3 separate regions of the Mus musculus genome follow, and all the other regions are linked to region 2. Evidence: chromatin contacts called from public Hi-C data. All regions are on one chromosome and are shown on one strand. Each heading gives the region's core, a stretch centred on a gene start, on an enhancer-like site or on the middle of the called end of the contact. The rest is flanking DNA. Distances are from core to core; before and after follow the strand shown. Region 1 has its middle 46 kb from the start of Gm29676. Region 2 overlaps 1700029N11Rik (RIKEN cDNA 1700029N11 gene). Region 3 has its middle 16 kb from the start of A330076C08Rik.

What was found. A called contact is a pair of places that touch in the nucleus more often than the background predicts.
Region 1: a contact with region 2 is called in a Hi-C map of liver, with 2.9 times the contacts expected there. The contact joins two enhancer-like sites. A contact is called at or near these places in 4 of 484 Hi-C or Micro-C datasets (adipose-derived mesenchymal stem cells, liver and myeloid progenitors) and 4 of 115 datasets of contacts at active chromatin or transcription factors (bone marrow-derived macrophages, embryonic stem cells and kidney).
Region 3: a Hi-C map of the N1E-115 cell line shows a contact between it and region 2, with 2.7 times the contacts expected there. The contact joins two enhancer-like sites. A contact is called at or near these places in 3 of 484 Hi-C or Micro-C datasets (the N1E-115 cell line, olfactory sensory neurons and rod photoreceptor) and 1 of 115 datasets of contacts at active chromatin or transcription factors (fibro-adipogenic progenitors).

What each region holds. Positions count from the first base shown.
Region 1 is chr13:44,304,952-44,307,910 of GRCm38.p6, forward strand. No RefSeq gene overlaps it. Among named protein-coding and RNA genes, the nearest start is that of Gm29676, 46 kb to the left of the region's middle. Within about 2 kb of position 1,685, at least 86 of the 459 cell types and tissues checked have an H3K27ac peak or open chromatin away from gene starts, as enhancers often do. A contact at or near this core is called in kidney and liver, where this site is marked.
Region 2 is chr13:44,448,077-44,450,962 of GRCm38.p6, forward strand. The region is part of intron 1 of 1700029N11Rik (RIKEN cDNA 1700029N11 gene); the gene reads left to right. Among named protein-coding and RNA genes, the nearest start is that of 1700029N11Rik, 9.8 kb to the left of the region's middle. Within about 2 kb of position 1,530, at least 28 of the 459 cell types and tissues checked have an H3K27ac peak or open chromatin away from gene starts, as enhancers often do. A contact at or near this core is called in the N1E-115 cell line, kidney and liver, where this site is marked.
Region 3 is chr13:44,231,271-44,234,137 of GRCm38.p6, forward strand. No RefSeq gene overlaps it. Among named protein-coding and RNA genes, the nearest start is that of A330076C08Rik, 16 kb to the left of the region's middle. Within about 2 kb of position 1,376, at least 71 of the 459 cell types and tissues checked have an H3K27ac peak or open chromatin away from gene starts, as enhancers often do. A contact at or near this core is called in the N1E-115 cell line, where this site is marked.

The DNA of each region.
Region 1 (2,959 bases), core at 435-2,934, 140 kb before region 2:
GAGGAGGAGGAGGAGGAGGAGGAGGAGGAGGAGGAGGAAGATTCCAGAGTCACTCCCACACTTTAGCCTGATCAAGAAAATGTGGTGGAGAAGCACAGAGTGACCAGGAAAAGCTCTAATTGCTGAGGAACTAGATACACAATAGTGTAGATCAGAATAATGTATAGAGACCCACCCAACCATAGAGAGAGGATTAGATGAGGTCACCAGAACTGTGTCCACACCGCTCCCCAGGTGAAATGGCTAGGAATGACATCTGGTGTCAGAAGACTGTGGACTTAAATTTCAGATCCCAGTCACCCACTGCTCTGACTTGAATGTGAACCGCTCTTCATAGGCTTGTGTGTTTGAACGTTGGTCTCCAGCTGGTGGCGCTGTTGTGAGATCTTCCGAAGATGGAGCCCTGCATCATCAGGGGTGGGCCTTGAGGTTCGGTAGCACAGCCCCACTTCCTCCTGTTCTCCCTCTGCTTCCCCAAGTTCCTCCCACCAAGTCTTCCCCACTATAATGGCCTGTATCTCCTCTGGAACAGTAAGTCAAATAGTCTTTTTGTCAAAATGACTTGGCTTGTGTGAGGAAGGTGTGCAGTCATGGAGGGAAAACTCTCATGCCAGTGCCTGCCATACACTAGAGATCCAGACAGCAAGCATCACAGAAGGAAAAAAGGGAAGTTGGTAGAAGGGAGGGAGGAGAGAGGGATGGACGGAGGAAGGAAAGCTACAAATACATTCTAAGAAGACATTATCAGTGTTAGGTATCAAACCAAGGACAAGTCTCACTCAATACCTGTGGCTCCGCCCAGCTTTCCCAGCATCCCTCAGTACCTAGGGCTCCTCCCAGCTCTCCCAGCATCCCTCAGTACTCGTGTCTCCTCCCAGCATTCCTCAGTACATGTGGCTCCTCCCAGCACTTCTCACCTCACTCCCTACCATAAACCTTTCTCTTCCAGGGGCTGGGCTTCCCTTCCCCCCAGCTTTAGGTCTCTATATAACTTGGCCATTTTGGCTACCCCTATCTCACAGTCTGAGTTGCCTCTCTTGCTCTCTCCTCTCCTCTCCTCTCCTCTCCTCTCCTCTCCTCTCCTCTCCTCTCCTCTCCTCTCCTCTCCTCTCCTCTCCTCTCCTCTCCTGGTCCGTTTTAGTAGGCCAACCATGTTCACCCTGGACCCTTCGCTCTGCCTGCTTTCTCCCTTATATCTACAATAAAAATCTCCGTAGTCTAGAAGTAGTCACGTCTTCCTCTTTTATTTCATTCCTTTTTTTTCCCCCCCATTCCATCAGCAAATCCTTTAAAATACCCGAACTGAGTCTTCAGGCAAGCCCAAGAGAGCAACGGAAACCTCGCCAGGAGATGAACTTTTAGGACACGAGGTTGTTAGTCACATGTATGCTGCAGATGACTCAAAAATAAACACTGCCCTGTGACAGCTCTGGGCCTGGAGCTCTGATGCCACTCCCTCCAAGCTAGCCTGGGAACCAAGTCCCCTCCGCCATTGAGAGCTGGCCTCTCACTCCTCACATGGCATGGACTTTCCTTCCAAGAGCTCAGCTACATGGTTATGTAAGGCTCTCCTGTATTCCTGGGCCAAGAACTGAGTCAGCCGCCTGCTTAGATAGGTCAGTTCAGGAAACCAAACCACACAGCCCGGGAGGTAGAGAAGCCAGTGAACCTGCTGCGAGCTGGCTGTCCTCGGGGGCAGCCAGAACGCCTCCTTCTGACCCGGGAGTGTGGAATCCAAGCCTCTCTGCAGGTCAGGCCGAAGGACCTTTGAACCAAGACTCTCTGTGGCCGCGTTGTTTAGGGATCAAAACTGTTCACTTGGCTCCTCTGACAACCTTTTCCCACACAAGCATGCAATACTTTCACAGTACCAAAACCCTCACTGTCTAAAGACTCCATTCCAAACAGCTGTTCCTGGAGGCTGAGAGAACCTTCTAGAACAGCTGTTCTCAGCCTGGCTGAGTCGATGCCTCTGGAGATGGGCCCAGAGAATTGAGGAGGAACAATTTAAGTTCTTCAAGTGTTTGGGCTGTGTGTTTTAGAACTCGCCATTGGAGATTTTCAGTGATGCTAAAGCTATCACTGGTCTGGGTAAAGATACATCAGACGTGATTATCACAACGCTCAGGTCCTTTCCTTCCTCTCGCCTCCATCCCTGACAATAACCAGGACAAACCAGATCCCTAACCTTGCTTGGTCTCTCAACCTCAGGGTTAACTGAAGCTGGGTCCCCTCCAACACCCTTCTGTTATCCTCTGAACCTAAACACAGCCCAAAGAGAACTGTGACAGAGTTGGGAGTCTTGAAAGTCTGATGATAGACGCCAAGCCATTCGGAAGGATCCTGCTACAAAAACAGGCCGTCGGGGAAAGACGGAGAATGCGTTCCCACTAGGGAAGAAGCCCCTGCAGGATAGAATGCCCTCTCTTTTGTTCTAGCATCTTCTGCAATGGTCTGGAGAGACGCTTCAGTATAGTGCTTTCCTTACAAGCACAAGTACTCGAGTTCGATTCCTAGAACCCATCTTTGGGGTGAGGGAGCTGCCAGGCATGTGTGATCCCAAAGCTAAGGAGGTGGAAACAGGAAAGTTCCTGGAGCTGACCAGCCAGACAGCCTACCTTACCGGGTAAGTAACAAGCCAGAGAAAGACTGTGAACCACTCCTGGGGAATGACCATCAAGTGTGCTCACGCACAGACACAAAAGCCACTTCTGGCTTGCTCAGCACTTTACACAGTCTCAGGGGCCCAGCAGAAGCTTCCAAGGAATGGACAGGAATGGCCACTGCAAATAGAAGATCTGTCTGCAAGAGGTCGCACTTTAACTTGTCTGCCACCAATTGGTTTAAAATAAAGTGCCACAGGTAACTGCAGCATTTCACCGGTTTTTTTGGTTTTTTTTTTTTGTTTTGTTTTTTGTTTTTTGTTTTTTTTTTTTAGGAAAAACAACAGCAATGGTTC
Region 2 (2,886 bases), core at 280-2,779:
GGTGGGCATCCTAGACTGAGGGAAAAGGAGACAGCAAGTTGAACGCTAGCATTCCCCTCTCTCTGCTTCCTGGCTCTGGATGTAATGGTATTAGCCGTCTTGGGTCAATCTTTCTCTCATTGCTGTGTCTCCTCCAGATATCAGCCTTGTCCTCACTGTTGCTAAAGTGGAAAAACCAATGTGACTCAGGATTTGATTCCTACAGAGTATCCTTGTCCATTGCTCTAAGGACTTTGGTTTTACTCTCCTGATAGCATCTCCCTCCGTTTTCCCCAGTCCCGAAGCTACCAAAGGATTGGCTCTAGCTCCCCTACTGGTCTCCAAAGCCAACAATTGCCCTTAAGCTGATGTCTTAAGGAGGATAAACTGAGCAGCAGCCTAGCATTCATGTCTCTTTGCTTCCTGACTGTGGGTACAACATTCCCAGCTGTCCCAAGCTACTGCCTCCATGAGTTCTCCAACATAATGGACTGTACCCTCACACTGCGAACCAAAATAAGTGCATCTTTCTTTAAATTGCTTTTGTCAAATTTATTGTCACGGCAACGAGAGGAAAATGACTAATGCAGAAATGCCTGGTTCCTATTACGTTGGCACTGTACATTTAGATTTGTGGAGATCATGAAGAATAAATTCCAAGTTTATTAATAAATCAATCAAGTGGTGTATATTTAAGGCTGACTCTTTGATGCACGTCCAATATTATTTAATAATCCTGGCCTCTTCACCGTATCATGTAGCTTCATTTGTTTTTAATATACCAATACCACTCCACACTAATAATCCACATTGCCCCAATAACTCATTTCTAAATCTCTGTGATTGTGGCTTCATCCTAAAGTTTAGTTATTGGCAGAACTTTTTCTGGCTATATCTATGTGTGGAGGCCAGCCATGACAAAAGGCCACAGGCTGGATTGTCCAACCAGCAGAAATGTATTCTCTCTTAGTTTTGGAGGCTTCAAGTCCAGACAGAAAATGTCTACAGGGCTGAGTCTCCCAAGGCCTTTCTAATTGGCTTGTGGATAGCTGTCCGTCCCTGTGTCCTTATGTGGCTTCTCTCATGTGTGGTTGTACCCTACTCTTAAGGACATTGGTCAGATCAAACTAAGTCAGTGACTTCATTACCCCTTCCTTCCATCTGTAAGGATGCCATCCTCAAACATAAATGCATTAGGGACAAGAGTGTCAACTGAATTCAGAGGATGCAATCCATCCTATAATACTCTCTCTATCAGCATCACTAAAGCCAACATTTACATAGATGAGCATAGAAGGTCTGGCTTTGTTGAAAGCTTAGGGGTCTGGGAGTGTGTTTCATCCAATTCAAAAGAGTGCCTCTGAAGTAAACCCAGGGTCTTTCTGTAAGCTTTGTGGAATGTCTGGTCCTGCTACCATTTTCCCAAGGGAAAAGGTACTAGCTTTCCTCAAAACAGAGGAAAGGAGGCCCCGGGTCATATTCTCTAGTCCCTGTGTCTCTGGCCTAAGTCCAGACATCATCAGCCTTTGGCCTCTGCTGAGACTGTTGAAGTTCCAAGACCAGTGTGAGTCAGCATTTGCTTCCTGGCATGGAACTACCCCCTGCTCCAGGCCATTGCTCTAGGGACTTTGATCTTTCTCCTCTAAAGGCAAAATTTCCTTAGTTTTCCCTGGCCCTCCAGGTACTCCCAAGAATTGCTGTTACCACCTTGACCCCACACCCCCACTCCCTAGCCCCCACCCCAGTTCCAAGTCCAACCATTACCCTCCAATTTTTCCTTCTCAGGAGTACTTTGCCTTTCCCTTGGTGACCAGCCCAGGAAACTCTCCAATGCCACCTGTAAGCTTTTGTCTGTATCTCCCACTAAAATAATATTTCAATTACCTTTCTGTGCTATAAGAAAGTAATTTGTAGAGAGTAGAGGTTTATTTAGATCATGATTCTGGTGTCCAGGAAGCCCAAAAGCTTGGTACCAGCATCTGGAAAGGGCCTGGCTGCTGTATCCTAACACTGTAGAGAGCATCCCATGGAAAGAGAGATGTGCTGCCTCCCTCAGGTCTCCCTCTTCTTATAAAAGTCACTAACATCACCACAGGGGCCCTGTGTTCATGATCTCACCCAACCCTAATTTCCTCTCAAAGGTCCCATTTCTAATGTCATCAATGTGTAAATTTGAGGATTAAGTTTTCAGCACCTGAACTACGGAAACATATTCAAGATAAAGAAAACTCCATGTGGCAATGCCGAGATCCTGTATCAGCTTGGGACGCCATCACGAGGTGTTCTTCTCCCCTTTTCAGTTCTGCATGCAGAGTGAGAGTCCCGCCCCCTTGGTGTGAGCTGCTCCTCCCAGCTTCTCTGGGATATGTTCTTTGTCTCTCACCACCTGACCTCACAAATCCCCCTTCTACCAAGAGGTGTGAACTCAGAAAAGAAACGAGAATTCACATATACCCCACCACCACCACCACTAAATCTTCTCAGTTCTTCTTCCCCAAACTGGAAAGATTTTCTGTTTCTAGCAGTTAGAGAAATGTCTATATGTTAGATTAATTATGCTTTAGACATCTAAAGTCTTCCCTTCAAATGCTTCTTGGAGCTGGGAGCTTGCTTCTCCTCACCAACCCATGGATCTGAGGACTCACTTTGCACATAGCAATTCCAATGTTAAGCCCAAACCTGTATTCTGGGTGATGGTTTCTATTGAATCTCTAAGCTGGATTCAGATCCAGGACAACAAAACATATCTTGGCATTGATATGTCAAAAGCATGGTGTCTGATACTCCATGAGACAAATATTCCAAAACATTCATGGGCATTCTATTTATCTAGTTAGCATGATTTTCCCCGATAGACAGGCAGTTGGAGACTAAGGCATTAACTGAGGTCTTCTGGGACGAGGTCTT
Region 3 (2,867 bases), core at 126-2,625, 220 kb before region 2:
GAAGTGTCCTCAAATTATGTCCTATGAGGGCAAGTCAGGGCGGAGTCTTAGGTTGTGTGCCCCAGTTCCCCTTTCTTACCCCACACTGTCTTAACTCTGATTCTCCTGAAGTAACTCCCACATCCCACTGGTCTCCATCTGTCTAAATTATTGCAGACTTAATGCCCTGGTCAGCCAAGCCTCAAATGATCAGCTTACGCTCTGCCTCGCAGTGAGAGTCTCCCTCAGCCCAGAGTGCATGCCCCCAGATGACCCAGTCCCTTTCTGTGCCCAGACTGGCTTTCTGGACCCCTAGTGAATGCCTGTGGAAGCCAGGGCTTCCACAAAGCTGGCCAGCCAGCTGCCTGCATCTCCCCTGGAGCCCTGCCCTCTTATCCCTGGCTCCCTCTTACCACCAGCCTGTCTTAATCCTGCCTTGTCTAGATCTGTGAATTCGCTCAGGTTTAATCCTCTTTCTCAGTGGTCAGGGGTGTATTCCCTTAATCATCTTGGTACCATCTAGCCTGACATCTCCCCAGAATAGGAGAATCGGGAAAGTCAACTTCCTAAAAATGCCAGGAAACAAACAAACAAGCTAACAATAATAACAAACAACAACAACACCCAGGGCTGAAGAGATGGCTCAGCTGTCAAGCACTTTCTGCTCTTGCAGAGGACACACATTTGGTGACCAGCACCTACATAGCAGCTCGCAGGAGACTGTAACTCTAGTTCCAGCAGATCTGTCCTTAGAGTGTCTGAGGTCCTTTTCATGAGCTTATGATAGAACCCAGAACAGGGGCACATCACAGCCCAGGGAGAAGCGTAAGCAACGTGCTGACAAGCTAACCACCAAAGTGCAAAGCCACAAATTAAAAACTCCTTAAAGAGCCAAATCCTTGCTTAAAAGTTACAGGGGGGCTACGGGGATGGGGAGGGAGGACTCCGGGTCCCTTTGTGCATTTCCGTATTAACACAGTCACACTTGGCCATGCAGATGTCAGTTCCAATAAACAGCAGGGCTTTCCAGGGCCTGGCCTCTAATTGAAGGGATTGTTACTGTTGGTGAATGTCTGGGGAATTAATTAGTGGCGAGCAAACCGGTTCATAAATGCCTGCTTTGTAAGGGGTCCTCACATCCTGGGGACCTCGATTCCTGTGGCCAGCTCTGCCCTAGGAACTCATGCCAGCAAACGGTATTTATTATCCTTCTCGGCCTCACCTGGAGATAGGTCTTCCCTGCCTTAGACACCACCAGGTTTGTGTCTTCCCCCCCCCCGGGGGGGGGGCAGCAAGCATTATGGGAAAAACTCCCTCGGATCTTCTGGCTCCTACTCCCACAGCCTGACTGAGTTTATGAAAACAGGCCTCATTTGCAAGTCAGAGATGGAAACAAGAGCGAGAGCTTCACACAGCCCACGCCCATTCCCAGTTGGTAGGCAGGTTCAAACACGTGCTCACGCGTGCACTGCAGCTACAGCACGTGCATACACACAGCTGCCCAGATCGCTGTTTAAGCAGGGTGCAACCGATCCCAAACTCCACGCCTGAGCTGGATGTGGCAAGCCAACTCTTCAGGTAAGTATTATCCTAAGACTTAAGATGACTCGGAGGACAAGTCTCCCCAGCCCCCTCCCTCAAAAAAGCACACCGCTCAGAATGAACACAGCTGCTAGTTTTGCAAGCTCCCCCCTACCCTGGGTAAACTGCCATGGACATCATCTTGAAGTCTTTCTTTAAGTTGGGGAGTGGGAAAGATGCTTTATGCTGTTAAATATGGGGGAAACTGAAGAAGAGTTTTCAGAATTACAGTTTTTTGGTTTTTTTTCTCTTTGCATGGTTTATGCTAAGCTGTATACATGTTCATGCTCTATACTATATGTTTTTCTAGCTCCCTCCCCCACTCCAATGAGTGACGGTAAAATTTTTTGCATAAAAAAAATCCCTTTAGAAGCAGTGGTTCTCAACCTCCCTAATGCTGTGACCCTTTAATGCAGTTCCTCATGCTGAGGTGACCCCCCCCACACCATAAAATTATTTTAGTTGCTACTTCAGAAGTGTAATTTTGCTACTGTTATGAATTGTAATGTAAATATTTTTGAAGCTAGAGGCTTGCAAAGGGATTCATGCCCCACAGGTTGAGAACTGCTGTTATAGACTCTGGTTGTGGCCTGGGCAGTTTTGTCTGACCTTTGCAATAGTGTTCGGTCTTGAAAATGACCCTGAGTCACAAAGGAGTCTGCGACAGTCTCTGCACTGAGACCTTGTATCTGGTTTCTGGTTGGTCTTAGGAGAGGAAAAATAAAGGAGGGATTTCTTCCTGAAAGCAGCATCCCCTCCTCTTCTGTGGCCTTAACCCTTCTTCCACACAGGGCTGCTCCTCTGGCTCCTGTCACACTCCCTGCTCTGTTTTGGGCCTGGTATCAGCTATCTGCACTATAGAATAAATGAACTCGATTCACATCTAACTCCGATGTTAGAAGCTAGTATTTCATTTTCATTCAGCTACGTTTGGTCTTATAATCAAAGTATAGGCAACTCTGAAGTCAGAAATCTGGGCTCCTGGCTTCCTGCATCTGGGGGAAAGGCAAGCCCTGGGAGCAGCCACACAGCTCGGTGATAAATATCTCCACTTTAGCTATAGCATACCACCATTTATTACCCCTGTCCCTTCAGAAAGAATTCCCTCCATGGGCATACTTCGAAGAGTATGGTTATAAATAATGTGCCATCTGCCAATGCACATAGGCCTGGGGGTTTGAAAAGTAAAACTCTTTATGTTTCCATGTAAAACTGGACTTTCGCCATATGTATGCTGAGTAACAGTGAAATAAGAATACATCATGATCTATGGTGCTAGATTAAGAGATGACGAAATAACATCCCAG